3 separate regions of the Sus scrofa genome follow, and all the other regions are linked to region 3. The links are chromatin contacts, called in public HiChIP or PLAC-seq maps. All regions are on one chromosome and are shown on one strand. The core of a region is the stretch at or near the end of the contact, and the rest is flanking DNA. Distances in the headings are between cores, read along the strand shown. Region 1 holds the start of ACIN1 (apoptotic chromatin condensation inducer in the nucleus). Region 2 overlaps ACIN1 (apoptotic chromatin condensation inducer in the nucleus). Region 3 holds the start of AJUBA (LIM domain-containing protein ajuba).

What was found. HiChIP or PLAC-seq counts read pairs in DNA pulled down with a chosen protein or histone mark.
Region 1: a contact with region 3 is called in an H3K27ac HiChIP or PLAC-seq map of skeletal muscle. The contact joins the promoter of ACIN1 here to the promoter of AJUBA in region 3. A contact is called at or near these places in 7 of 47 Hi-C or Micro-C datasets (adipose tissue, blood, embryonic fibroblasts and 4 more) and 2 of 2 datasets of contacts at active chromatin or transcription factors (alveolar macrophages and skeletal muscle).
Region 2: a contact with region 3 is called in an H3K27ac HiChIP or PLAC-seq map of skeletal muscle. The contact joins the enhancer-like site here to the promoter of AJUBA in region 3. A contact is called at or near these places in 4 of 5 promoter capture datasets (fetal liver, fetal skeletal muscle and liver), 13 of 47 Hi-C or Micro-C datasets (alveolar macrophages, blood, embryonic fibroblasts and 5 more) and 2 of 2 datasets of contacts at active chromatin or transcription factors (alveolar macrophages and skeletal muscle).

Annotation. Positions count from the first base shown.
Region 1 is chr7:75,949,571-75,954,272 of Sscrofa11.1, forward strand. ACIN1 (apoptotic chromatin condensation inducer in the nucleus) reads left to right here and starts at 1,633. Exons shown (of 19, transcript XM_021099243.1): 1 at 1,633-1,944; 2 at 3,317-3,382. The coding sequence starts at 1,765. It overlaps C7H14orf119, which reads right to left and starts at 1,477. Exons shown (of 2, transcript XM_003128551.4): 1 at 1,300-1,477.
Region 2 is chr7:75,974,285-75,978,965 of Sscrofa11.1, forward strand. The region is part of intron 8 of ACIN1 (apoptotic chromatin condensation inducer in the nucleus); the gene reads left to right. Among named protein-coding and RNA genes, the nearest start is that of CDH24, 15 kb to the right of the region's middle. Within about 2 kb of position 3,102, at least 71 of the 83 cell types and tissues checked have an H3K27ac peak or open chromatin away from gene starts, as enhancers often do. A contact at or near this core is called in alveolar macrophages, embryonic fibroblasts, fetal liver and 5 more, where this site is marked.
Region 3 is chr7:76,061,392-76,065,526 of Sscrofa11.1, forward strand. It overlaps AJUBA (LIM domain-containing protein ajuba), which reads left to right and starts at 1,618. Exons shown (of 8, transcript XM_021099246.1): 1 at 1,618-3,028. The coding sequence starts at 1,993. C7H14orf93 reads left to right here. Exons shown (of 7, transcript XM_021099247.1): 7 at 1-486.

The sequences.
Region 1 (4,702 bases), core at 383-2,882, 110 kb before region 3:
CCTCTCTCCATCATTCTTATAAACAATCTAAAAATAACCAAAACATTCCACATTCTGTGTTCATTCTTTCCCTTCTAATTCTATGTTCCAGGTTGAGTAAAGACAAAAAATGATTCACATAGGTCCAACCAAAAAAGGGGGGAGTTCTCTGGTGGCCTAGGGGTTAAGGATCTGGCATGGGCACTGCTGGGGCACAGGTTCGATCCCTAGCCTGGGAGTTTCTGCATGCTGAGGAACCCCCTATCCCCCAAAATAAATATATAGGTCCAACACATCTTGCCTAAAATGAAAAAAAAGGTACATATTTTTAAATTTATCAAGCAGTTAGTTGAGGTTCAGGTGCTAATCATTCCAAAGCTATCAACAGTGGGGGAAAAGAAGAAAGGAAAAACATCCTGTATGATGAAAGAGCCTTCTCTGCAATGTGCATGTAACCTCTGAAATATGCCAAGAACTTCATAACCCCCTTATTTTCCTCTATTTCCTGTAAAGCATCAGGAAAAATTAAAGAGCAGATTAAGTGAGGGCACCTTGCCCAAAATAAGATTAACAAAGTAAGAAAAACAGAAAAAGCCAAGTGGTTGTTTATTCAGGACCGAAAAAAGTCTAGTTGGTTTGGTGGTTTAGGGCTCTAACAAGTGTTCTACTGCTGTTGATGTGTGACAATTCATGTCTGAACAATTTTCTTTCATGTTTAATATAATATCTATTGATGCCTTGCCACTGATCCGCATCACTAATGCAACTGGAAGGTCAGCCAACTTGAATTGTTTTCAAATCTCAGTTTGAATCTCTAACAATGAAAACCTTAAAATACTTGTCTGTGACCTATTTTACTGTTTGTATTTCTTCCGCTGTAAATTGGAGTATCTGCAGTGACAAAGAAAAGGAAGCCAGAAGCAATTTACGTCAGTTCAGTACCAAAACATTCCCAGTGACGTTGCCTTTTTCACAGTGGCCCTACAAGAAGCAATTCTTCCTAAGGGAATTTTCTTCTCTATTTCGTGGAAAGGGAGAACTTTTTCCGAGTCTTGCGATATGGCTTTCACGGTAAACTTAAGTTCAATGATTATGAATTGGTTGACAAGCCGGGTCCAAAGACACGGTCAACTTTGGAGGCTACAGAGCCTAGCATTCCGAGGTCCCAAAAAGCAACACAGCCTTAGCTGGGAGTGGCAGGGTTTCGGAGGGTGGGGGGGTGGCAGCTGTTTCCCTAGGGGAATGGGAAGCTTGCCCTACTGACTAGCCCGCAAACACCGAGTCTGACTCGGCCCAGGGAGGTACTTTTACCCCGCTTACCTCCCGTTTCCTCTCACAGAGGACCCGGAGACCGTCACAACAGCGCTATCCTACCATCGCCGCCGCTTCCCGGTTTCCTGAAAACCCTAAAGAGGGCCAGCCCGGAAACCCACGCACTTCCGGTCCCGGACCAGCCCCAAACACCCAAGTGCCTTAGCGCCTCATCCTTAGGTCCGGAGATAGCCGAATAACTCCGATTATGGGTATGCCAGAGTCGAGAGCTTCCGAACAGATTCGATTCAAAGCCTCGGTAAGACGAAGCGAACCGAGCTCTGAAAGCAGCACGAGGGAGGGAGGAGCGGCCGGTAGGATGGAGAAAACCGATTGGTGCCGATGTGAAGACGGAAACACCCGAGCAGTTCCGAAGGAATTCGGGGAATTCTAAGTGGTAATCGAGGGGTTGACTCTAGCAGTGGGCGGGGTCAGCTCGGAACGTTCGAAGGGCGTTGGCGGAAATTACCGAAGATGCCCGAAGCCGTCGGGACGGACCCGAGTACCTCACGCAAGATGGCGGAGCTGGAGGAGGTGACTCTGGACGGGAAGCCTCTTCAGGCGCTGCGGGTGACCGACCTGAAGGCCGCACTGGAACAGCGAGGCCTAGCCAAGAGCGGGCAGAAGAGTGCCCTGGTCAAGCGGCTCAAAGGGGTGAGGAGACTGCGTTGCCGGCGTGTCGGAGGGGAGCAGACCCGGTAGAGCCGAGTCTCTGTCGCGGCGCAGGCGCAGTGTCCGGGCTCGGCGCGAGCGAGCTCAGGCCGCCAGCGCGAGCCTCCGGATCCGCGCGCACGGTGGTTGGCGAGGCTCGCTCTGGAGTGGAGATAGCGCCGGTTCCCGCCTTAACGGTAGCGGCGCGAGCCCAAAATGGGAGGGTGTGCGCTACTCTCCTAGAGTGTCTTAAGCTCCTTCCTCCTTCCCCCACCCCCTCCTTGTTTGTGTCTATGGTCTCGGCGCATGCGCTGCGGAAGGAGTTAAATCCCACTACAACCATCGGCGTTGCTGGCCTGAGGGGGGCGAGTTGGGCTGGGTCGGAGTTAGGGGTATAGTTGGGTGGAGGGGTTGATGGGGTTGGTATCCTTACCCGAAAGAATAGAATTGGAGCGGTGGAGGGGGAGGGGGGAGTCTAGTTGATTAGATTAGGTGAAATGAAGAGAAACCTTGATTTGAAGGGACTTGCTTAGGGAGGAGTGTATACTTTATAGGGCTTCCAGAAGCAATTTGAGTGGATAAGAGTTTGGTGAATATTGATGAGAGAGGTGAGACAGGCTGGTTTTGTGCATTAAGGTGGGATTGTCAAGAGGTAGGTGAATGGATTGATGTGTAGAGGTTTGTAGACGCAGGGGAGGTGAGGATCTCGGTTTTAATTAGTGCTGGTTAGGGTACGTGGCCGAATAGTACAAATTCGGGCTGGGTTGGCTCAGGGTTACGTTGGCAAACCGTTGCTTATACTGAAGCTGACAGTTTCGTATGTGTATTGGATCAGACCACAGTTTATAGAATCTTTGGTCATTTTGTTCGGTAGCCTCCTCTTTGAAATTCTTATAAATATGACAAATCTAGGAGCCACTCTCTTGGAAACAATACAAGTTCACTCAAGTAGACCTGTTCCTGGGTAACTGACCAAGTAATTCATTCAGGCCAAAACCTTTTTGGTTTCATGTATTTTTGAATCTAATTTAATTATTTGAAGTGAAGGGCCAAATTTAGAAGGGACATTAGTCAGAAGTGCAGAAGATAATAGGGATTGTAGCACTGGTTCTGTCACTGATTTTATTGCCTAGCCAGGTCACTGATTTTCCCTATGTGCCTGCATTTCACACCTGTACATTTGAGAGCAGTGACCATGGCCACTTTTAGGGGTCTTGTGAAGATGAATGAGAACAATATTAGTAAAGGGCTTTTAGGTCCCTGGAAAAGGAGTACTGTTTAAGTGTGTATGATTGTTTTTAATGTCGAGATTGGGAGAAGGGTGTTTTTTGTTTTTGTTTTTATGGTTTCTGATTTTCACCCTTCTTTATACCAGGCTCTAATGCTAGAAAATTTACAGAAACACTCAACACCCCATGCTGCATTCCAGCCAAATTCCCAGGTAAGAAAGAAGGTTTATTAGGAGTGGGCTCTTTGGGTGCACAGAGACATGGAACGACAAGATAATTGTATATTTGATGCTTAATTTATCACCAATATTTTCTTAAGTTCATGAGTTGGAAATATTTTCATACTAGGATGGTTGACTTCTAATAAATTCAGGAATCAGGAGCTGCTAGTTAATTTCTGATTCTTGAAATGGTGTGTGCAGAATGAGTGGAGTACAAGGCTCTGAAGTCATTTATTTGCCATTAATTTGGGGAAAGTAGTTGATGTCTTTGAATGTAGATATGAAGTAGATAATCAGCAGAGCAGTTTAGGAAAATACTTGCTGATAAGGAATTATTGCGTTGACATAGATTTTCCCAGAATTCAGTCCTTTGGAAATCATCCACCATTACTAGTATTAATACTAACCATGCAGTTACTCCTAATCTTCAGTTGCTCTGTTATTTAGGACAAGAAATCTAATCTTTGAAGAACTCGGTTTCCTCATATATAAGATGAGAAAAGGTTGGACTAGATCTGTAGTTTTATAATGGCTCTGCTGGAGTTTTGTGGAACTGCTTTTGGAGGCTTCCCAGAAAAATATCTTCTTCCCAGTTGACCAGGGGTTCACATTCACTTCCTAACCTAGATTAGATGTACTTCGGTTTGCTTTGTATATAGAGTTTCTGCATAAGATTTCTTTGGAAGAAATCATTCCCAGTTTAAAAAAAAAAATTCTGAGGAGTTCCCGTCGTAGCACAGTGGTTAACGAATCTGACTAGGAACCATGAGATTGTCGGTTCGATCCCTGGCCTTGCTCAGTGGGTTAAGGATCCAGCGTTGCCATGAGGTCGCAGACTCGGCTTGGATCCAGCTTTGCCATGAGGTCGCAGACTCGGCTTGGATCCCGCGTTGCTGTGGCTCTGGCTGTAGGCCAGTGGCTACAGCTCCGATTAGACCCCTAGCCTGGGAACCTCCATATGCTTCAGGAAGCGGCCCTAGAAAAGGCAAAAAAATATATGTGTATGTATAATAATTAAAAAAAATTCTTAGACTACATGGCCTCTTAAGATTCTTTTCCTCTTTTAACATCCCCTCATAGTCTGTCATGCACTTAAAGGAAAAATCCAGGTCTTTGTTAGTACAGTGGTGTGCAGCTCCAGTACTAGATGAAGTCCCAAGATACCGTGGAAAAACAAGAGAGCCTTCCTATTCCCTTGTTATTAGTTCATTAAGCTAAAAGAATCATAATCTAACTAGCTTACAGAAGTTTAGTTAAGTACTTTAACAAGCATAAGAAACTGCATAAGTTAATCCTTTGCCGTTCTATTTC
Region 2 (4,681 bases), core at 1,852-4,351, 86 kb before region 3:
GTAAATTTGAACCCCAGTTTTTCTAAATACAACCTTGTGTACACAAACCTTGCTGGCATTAACAGCATTGGGCTCTTGGCACTATGCTTATTTGTCCATTTGACTGAGTAGGAGGAAGGACATGGTCCTTTAGGCCAGTATGACAGTGTAATTGATACTCCCCACGGGACCTACAATGCCAGTATGTCAAGTGATGGTAATTTTTTAGAAGTACAATTTGTTGTTATCACCAAGAGTTTGCTTATTGAGGAGTTGGTATCTAAGGACATACCCTCTAAAACCATACTGTCCTTAGTTATCTTGAAACTAGTATGCCTATCATGTTCCTGAGGGTATTATTTAAACCTCACTACCTAAAAGTAGTCAGATCCCACTGCTTCTTACTAAATTGCACAGCATGTCCTCAGCTCCTTGTGATTTTTCTATAACAACTACGGTTCAAACCTAAATGTCTACAGAAATTTCCTTTCCATTTGTTTCTCTGAATCTCATTTGTATTCAGATATGAACTGTAATATGGTGTTATTAGCCTCGAAGTAGTTCTTCTGAGCTGTAGATGTTTTGTGTGCTGTTTAATTATGAGTAGATATCACCCAACCCTAATCCCCATGCAATTTTACCTATTTTTCAAAGATACCAGAAACATTTGTACAAGAACTTAAATAGTGGGAAGAGAGTTGCCTTTTTTCTAAAAGGAATTACAAAGAAAAGCTCTGACATATAGCTAACAAGGCTTTGGGACTGGTCCTGCAAATAGATTGAGTAACCTTTTGGGACAATTTTGGGCTTCCTCTTTTTCTTATGAAAATAAAGTCTTAGGAATTCTTAGATCCCACAGATTTAATTGTGGGGAAATAGATAGCACAAACTTATTGTGTCTTAAGATGGTCAAGGGTAATGTAAAATTCTTATTCTTGAAAAAAATATTTCCATTAAAAGAAAATTCTTCCTCTAAGGAAGCCACTTTTGGAGAGGCATATTGGTCACTGAAAGCACTTTAGGATAGTTGATAGACAGGGAATACATACTTGAGGATATTTGAAGGTAACGTTTCTTTATAGGGTAACAGTCTCTTTGGGAATTTTATCCAAAGATACTTCTTAAGGAGAAAACTTTCAGTTTAGCAGCCATTTATTAAAGTATCCACTTGGCGTTCTTGTCGTGGTGCAGCAGAAACTGAATCTGACTAGGAACCATGAGGTTTCGGGTTCAGTCCCTGGCTTTGCTCAGTGGGTTAAGGATCTGGCGTTGGCATGAGCTGTGGTGCAAGTTGCAGACGCAGCTCAGATCTGACTGTTGCTGTGGTGTAGGCCGGCGGCTACAGCTCCTATTAGACTCCTAGCCTGGGAACCTCCATGTGCCTGGGGTGCGGCCCCCAAAAAAAGACAAAAAAAAATTTTTTTTTTTTAAGTATCCACTTGGTATCCATAGTGACAGCCTAATTGGGAAATACTGAGCCTTCCTTTGTGTTAGGCCCTGAGCTAGGGGTCAAAGGATGCAGTCTTTGAAACTGCAGCATGGGGGTGAGGGGCAAGAAAACTAGGGTTATTATAAGTGATGAGGGTGTGGCTGAGAACCTGTCGTACCATTTAGTGCCTTTACATCAGGGAATAGGCAGTTTCTCTTTGAGGACATTCCAAAAAAAAAAAAAAAAAAAAATCTCCATAGGTGGCATCGAAAGAGATAATGGCCTATTTAAATGTACATGTGTTTTATGCATATCCTTACCTTGATTTGGGGTGTCTTCCAAGCCAGACTCTTCAGAGCCAGTCCTTATCACACAGTTTCATGAGATAAGTACTGTTATTACCCACACTTGACAGATTAAGAAACTGATACACAGAGAGGATCAGGAACTCACCCAGTATCACACTAGTGTGGGGGTGGGCTGGGGCCTGAATTGAGCCCTAACCAATTTGACTCCAGAACTCTCAATCTCTCTGCAGACAGGGACCACTAAGTGAAAAGAAACTTTAATGTGAGGTATAAACATGATTCCTTTAGCATGAAGTTGTGTAAATTTAAGATTTTAAGCAGCAGGGAGGAAACTTCAGTCCTGGTTAAAAGTTCTGGTATTACAAATAATAATACCAAGTTTTTGGTTAAAGCTTGTATTAGTGTTAAACCTTTACTGGCATTAGGATACTAAAGCAGCCAACAAATGAACATTTTTGGGCAAACTCGGAGTGCTTTTTTGAATGGGTAGAGTCAGCTTCCCCTTTTACATTTAGTCAGAAGATACCTGTAATTAATAATTTCCATTTAGTTCCCAGTCACTTTTTGCCCACCAGATCAACCCCCGTGCCCCCCACCCCCAGCCCCAATAGCACTTCTCTCACTTCAGTTTCTTATCTGCTTCAGAGCCCTCACTTTGGAGCCCTTGCTCCAAGAAGTGGCCTTTGTGCTTCAGCTATCCGAGGTCCCTTTGCCCTGTTTATCCTTTTCCTTTATGGCTCCAGCAGACCCTGGGGCAGGGTGACCTTATTAAAGACTCTGTGAAACAAGGTTGTCTGTCATCTCTTTGGAGACACCTCTCCCCTCCTCTGCTGCTAATTCTGAAAGGCACTCTGCTTATCCACTCCTTCCATCTCAAAGAAAGGACTGGTTGGAGTAGGAACACGTGGCCATTGCTCCCATTGCTCAGGGTCAGCAACCGGTTACTGTATGGTGATTGGGTAGTGCCAAATCTCATCCCACCTCCCCACCTTGAAGCAGCTGATCTTGTTTCAGTGTTCCGTGCCTCCCCTCTTGGATAGAGGAAGGTGGGCATATTAAAAATTGCTCATGGCCCTCCACTCTGTCTCTTTCCAACTTTGCCTTTGTTATCTTCTTAGCATTTTAAACTCACTCCCAGCTCGGCTGTTTCCTTTCCTTCTATTTTCGGGGTTCTTCCAAGCAAGCAGCTGTAACTTTGTCCTCTCCACCCAGCCCCCTCACCCGCCCCCAGGGAAACAAGGAGAGAGTACCCTCTCCCTGTGGGGTTAGGCTTCAGTGGTTGTAACCCGAGAAAAGAAGGAAAAAGGCCAGGCCTATGAGCCAGCAGTGAGCTCAGAGCGGCCTGCCAGAGGCTGAGAACCTTGCTCACTCAGCGCCTCCCTCTTTTCTTTCCCCTCCCCTGCTGCAGCAGGGCCCTCCCCCATCCGCACACACGGGCTGCTGGGTAAGTGGCAAGATGGCTCCCCTGCATGTCTCCGGCTGATCGCCGCCGCTCCGCCAATACAATAGAGCCAGCCACTACCAGCAGCCTGGCCCTCTTCCTCCTCCTTCTCCGGAGAGACCAAGCCAGCTGAATTCGGGGTTTGCCGTGAGGACTTAACGCTTATCTCTTAAAAGCCAGATCTATTTTAACCTCCCCTCACCACCACCACCACCACCACCACCACCTCCCTTTCCATTTACCGTTTTTTGGATCCCCAGTTGCTACATCTTGATTTTCTCTCTCTGGATCGGGTGGCTGGGGAGGAGGTGGTGGGATCTTGGGGCAAGGAAGGTGTTTTGTTTTTTTAATTTTTTGGGATTTTTTTGTTTGGTTTTTGTTATTTCTTCCATTCCAGAAAGGGATAAACAGCACTTCCAGGGGGAGAAAAAAAATCATGTTATCAGAAAGCAAAGAAGGGTGAGAGCTGCACATTTCCATGTATCCCTTTTCCCTACTGCTCTGGCCCACCCCATCTCCCTTCTCTTCCCCATGGCTTTCATTCTGTCTTTCGTTTTGGTTTGTTTTAATCATTCTGCTTTCCCCCTTTGTCCTTCCTGCTTGATTTCTAATTGGCCCCACTTGCCCTCTCTGTGTGGGAAATAGGTATTTTTTGGATAAGCTTTTTCTTTAGATTTAGGCAGTTGAATCTCGTGTTTCTGTGGGTGCCTATTAGCTGGGGGCACAGTTCCGATTTTCCCCTCCCCACTTCCTGTGCATCTCTCCCTGCCTGCTCTGGGGAGGCTGTTCTGACCTCTGAGTGTCAGTCAGCCTGTCGAGAATGCCAAATTTTCTGTTGGTAGTTATCAACCTGGGGAGACTTGGTTTCTCCTCTCCTGAGATTTAGGCCCTCGATCATCTTGATTTGATCCCCCCACACAGTGTTTGGATGGTAATGGGGGTGAGATTGGAGATAGAAGTTAGGGGTTAAGACAGAAAAAAAGAAAATGGGAAGGTAGTTTATCTGAAGTGAACCTCTGGGATCTATTGCCTGCAGTGGGAGCTAACTTGTGTGATTCAGTGGGGTAGGGGAGTGGGTTCGGTGTTTGTGGGGGGAGATGCATGGTGTGGGGGAGGGTGTGTCCTGACTGGGAGGCCTGCTCTCTTTATCTTTTGGAAGTTGGAATGAGGGAGTGGGAGAAACTGGGCGAAAGCCGAATGTAAGAACAGTTCCTACACCTCTGAGCAGGTAAAAGTGGTCTGGTTCTTTGAGCTTTCATACTATGTCCGGCAGTTTTCATTTTTCCTTTTGGATTAGAGAGGGTCCTTGTTGAAGCTTACCCCCTCACCAGCCCTGCTCTCCCTGCAGCCCTGCCCCCACCATTTCTCCATTCCTGGTGTGTCCAGATCCCGTTGGTCAGCAGACTTTACTTACTAAGCAGTTGATTAAACACAAGGTTGGGATCATTTGCCACAGCCCTCGTTGTTCTTTCTCGTCTTTTTAAGGAATCGGACTTCCCTTAGTTTCTCATGCAATTTGGTTAA
Region 3 (4,135 bases), core at 368-2,867:
GCATCTCAACTTTTCATAAGATTTACTCTCCCATTCTAACGCCAAAGGAGCAAAGCTCCCAAATGTTAGAAAATGTAGGTAATTGGAAGGAAGCATCCAGGTTCTCCTTCCCCATGGGGAGACAGGAAAGGAGGGAGAAGCTTATGGCTGATTCTGAAGATGGCACGCAACAGCAGGTTCTGGATGCAACCTGAGAGCTCCCCTGGGTTACTAATGCTTTCAGTCCTCCTTGCTTCCACCCTAAGAGTAAACTCTCCTCTGGATCAGAGAGATGCTGTAGCCCTGACCAGGGAAAGAGGCTGATTCTCAGGAGAGATGAGGGCAGGGAGACAATGCAGCTAGGGCAGAGAAGCCAAACAGTTTGTGCCAAATTAATTTCCCCAAAGATATTAACCTCCTTTCCTTCCCCTTTCCCTAAGGCCACACTAAGATTGTAAAAGGTGTTCAGAATGTTGAAGTGAAAATAATATGCATGATTTGTTTGCATATAATTTTCATACTAATTTACTATCCAAATGCAAAGGAGTTATTTTCCCTCTCCATTTTCCCCCACACCCTACCCCATGCCCCTGATGTGCTGGTCTGGGCAAAATCCATTGGCTGATATTTAATCAGGTATGTTCAGCTTCAGCCAGGGCTTCCTCTTTTCCTTATTCTTGAGCCTCCTAGTATGGCCAGGATTGGCCTCTTTTGCTTTTCCACCTTGATCATTTTCACTTGCTATCTCTTCTAAAGAACATATTTTTTCTTCCGCTTAAGTTGATACTTACTCTTTATCACCAATCTCCTGTGGGCCAACCAAGGGCGAGGCCTTTGCTACCCCTAAAAACCAGGCCTTCTATCCCCAGTCACCAGAAATAGTTGCTAAAAATCTCATTTCCCAACACCAGGGGGTGTCTATCGATCCCTCTATCAGCCCTACCCTGAAGGTAGAGATTAGTCCCAAGCCTTTTTCTCTCTCCTTTCACACACACACTCTAAAACTCCCTCCCTCCAACTGCAGAGTTTTGGATTCAGAAAGTTGTCTTTGCATTGCAGCTTATCTGTTTGTCTCTCATTCTCTCTGGATTCGCACAAATTTGTCTTTTTCTTGGCCTATTCAGCCTTCGGTCTCTGCAACACCCGCGATCGATCCCCTTTGGTCTGCTCTCTTTCTTTCCATACCTGTCTTCCACAACCTCTCTATAAGGGCTTCCTCGCTCTGAACCTCTCTGTGTATCTACATTTCTTTTCTCTCCCTGTCTCACTATTTCTGTATCAGTCCCTCCTCATCTCTCCAGCAGTCCTCATACTAGGAACAAAGTCACGGTGTTTGCGCAGAACAAGCCTCGCGTCGCCGGGTCCCGGGCCGCGACATTCCACGGTGCCCCTCCGCGCATTCCAACTACAAACAAAGAGTTCCCCTCCCCTCCCCCACTTTTTCCTGTCCCAATTCTTGAGTGGTGTAGTAGCTATTGCCCAAACTGCCCCTCGCCCTTTTTTAGCCGTCAGTCGGCGGATCTCCAGTTCCAGGACAGTTGGCACCAGCACCCGCTCTCCCCTCCTCCGGCGCACCAGATTCCTGCGCCGACACCCCTGTTTCTTTCGCACTCAGCGCCCCGCCCCTCCAGGAAAGTAGATCCGGCCAGGCAGACAAAAGTTTGGGAGAGAAGTTGGGTCCGTGCTGAGTGTGAGAGCGAGGGGGGCGGGGGCCGGGGAGAGTGGGGCTGCCGGGTGAGTCGGCTCGTGAACAGATAGACCTGCGGAAGGCACAGCCACGGCCGTCGGCCCTTCTAGCCTTGCTTAACCCCTGATGCGCGGGGGGACGCAACCCCTGTCGCTGGGGGATGCTGCGGGATTCTTGGCGCGGGGCATCCAGGCCACCCGCTAAATCCCGGTGCCTATCCTGTGCCCCCGGGGAACCCGAGTCCAGCCGCAGGGAGAGAGAAGCGGCCACCGAGACGCTGCAGGGTGCCGGGCGGGGAGGGGGCTGGAGTCCCCAGGCCCGAGGGCATGGAGCGATTAGGGGAGAAAGCCAGTCGCCTGCTAGAGAAGTTAAGACTCTCGGACTCCGGCAGCGCCAAGTTCGGCCGCAGAAAGGGTGAATCTAGCCGGTCTGGGTCTGATGGGACCCCCGGGCCGGGAAAGGGGCGTCAGAGCGGATTAGGGGGACCTAGGAAATCAGGGCCCCGTGGAGCTACTGGGGGACTTGGGGATGAGCCGTTGGAGCCAGCCCGGGAGCAAGGCCCCCTGGATGCTGAGCGGAACCCCCGCGGCTCCTTTGAGGCGCAGCGCTACGAAGCCTCCTTTCCCGGGGTGCCACCTCCCACCCGGGCCTTGCCTCTACCTCAGTCATTGCCCCCTGACTTTCGGCTGGAGACCACGGCCCCAGCCCTAAGCCCCCGCTCCAGTTTTGCCAGTAGCTCAGCCAGCGACGCGAGCAAGCCGTCCAGCCCCCGGGGCAGTCTGCTGCTGGACGGGGCGGGGGCTGGTGGAGCCGGAGGTAGCCGACCCTGCAGCAATCGTACCAGCGGCATCAGCATGGGCTATGACCAGCGCCACGGCAGTCCTCTGCCTGCCGGGCCTTGCCTGTTTGGCCCACCCCTGGCTGGGGTTCCGGCAGGCTATTCCTCCGGAGGGGTGCCGTCCGCCTACCCCGAGCTCCACGCTGCCCTGGACCGACTGTGCGCTCATCGGCCGGCCGGATTCGGCTGCCAGGAAAGCCGCCACTCATATCCCCCGGCCCTGGGCAGCCCGGGAGCTCTTGCCGGAGCTGGAGTAGGAGCGGCTGGGCCCTTGGAGAGACGAGGGGCGCAACCCGGACGACACTCGGTGACTGGCTACGGGGACTGCGCCGCTGGCGCCCGATACCAGGATGAGCTAACAGCGTTGCTGCGCCTGACAGGGGGCACAGGTGGGCGAGAAGCCGGCGCCCGCGGGGAACCCTCGGGAATTGAGCCGTCGGGTCTTGAGGAGCCGCCGGGTGCGTTCGTTCAGGAGGCTGCCCGGACCCGGATACGGGAGCCGGAGTCCAGAGAAGACTACTTTGGTGAGTGAGAGAAGTGGTGAGGGACGGGGAGGGACCCGTCACCGCATTTGGTTCCCCTCTGCCCCGACGGCCAAAACTGCCTGCGCCAGGAGGTCGGAGGCAGAGACTCAGGGCTAGGAAAGAGGCAAGAGAAGAATTCCCTTCCCACTGGGTTTCAGATGGACCACAGGCACCCTATTCCTGCTAAATTCACCCCCTCCCTGTGTGATCTCCAGTTCCTCAAGCTTTAGAGCCTGGGTTTTTCTCGGTAGGAGGCCTCGTAGGGAGGGGACCAAGTGGGGCCGTGAGAGCATCCCCCATCTTGCTACCCCCTCGGCGGTGGTGCCCCTGCAGGCTCCTGCGCGCCGCGCCCCCACCCGGGCCCAGGCTCCGCCCGCAGGAATTCGGGGAATGCGCGGGTGGGGGGCGGGGCGGGCGGGCAGCGTGCGTGCCGGCTCCTGCCCGGGCGCTCCAGGTGCCCGCGGGCGGGGCCGGTCGCGCGGCGCAGGGCGGAGGTGAGGTGCAGGGGGTGGGGGAGCTGCCTCCTAACACGCGCGGAGCTGTGGCTGCCGCGGTCGGGGATATGGAGCCCGAGGAAAGAATGAAAGCCCTGGGACGAAAAGCAGGGACCCTACTGCTGACCGGCCCCGGACCTGCTGGACCTGCTGGCCGGGTGCCTGCGTGGGCATTTAAGAGCTGGTGGCTTCAGATTCTATTTTCCCCATCCTCCGGAAGTCAGGGCAGAAGTCTTGGCCACCCGGACAGCATCACCCGTGGATGGTTGACGAATGTGTAAAATTGCCAGAAATAACCTGGCCTTCGCATCTGGCCATAACCCGCTCAGAATTCAGGCACGAAGTAGCCCCTTACTTCCTGCTGCTAAAGAAACTTGACCGCTACCTTTCGCCCCCACGCAGTTACCTTCCAGAAGTATTAATTGATCATATGTCTCAGCTATGGAGGGAGGCTGGAGGCAGTGGGATCTTGAACCATCTTTCAGCCAAGACCCACAAGTACCACATCACTATATTAAAACAACCAGCTAATCTGATTGTGACAGGAAGTACAGGAAGTAGAGGCCTCACCCCCAGGGCAGTGGGTCTCTAAAGTGTTCGCATCATCTTCTCA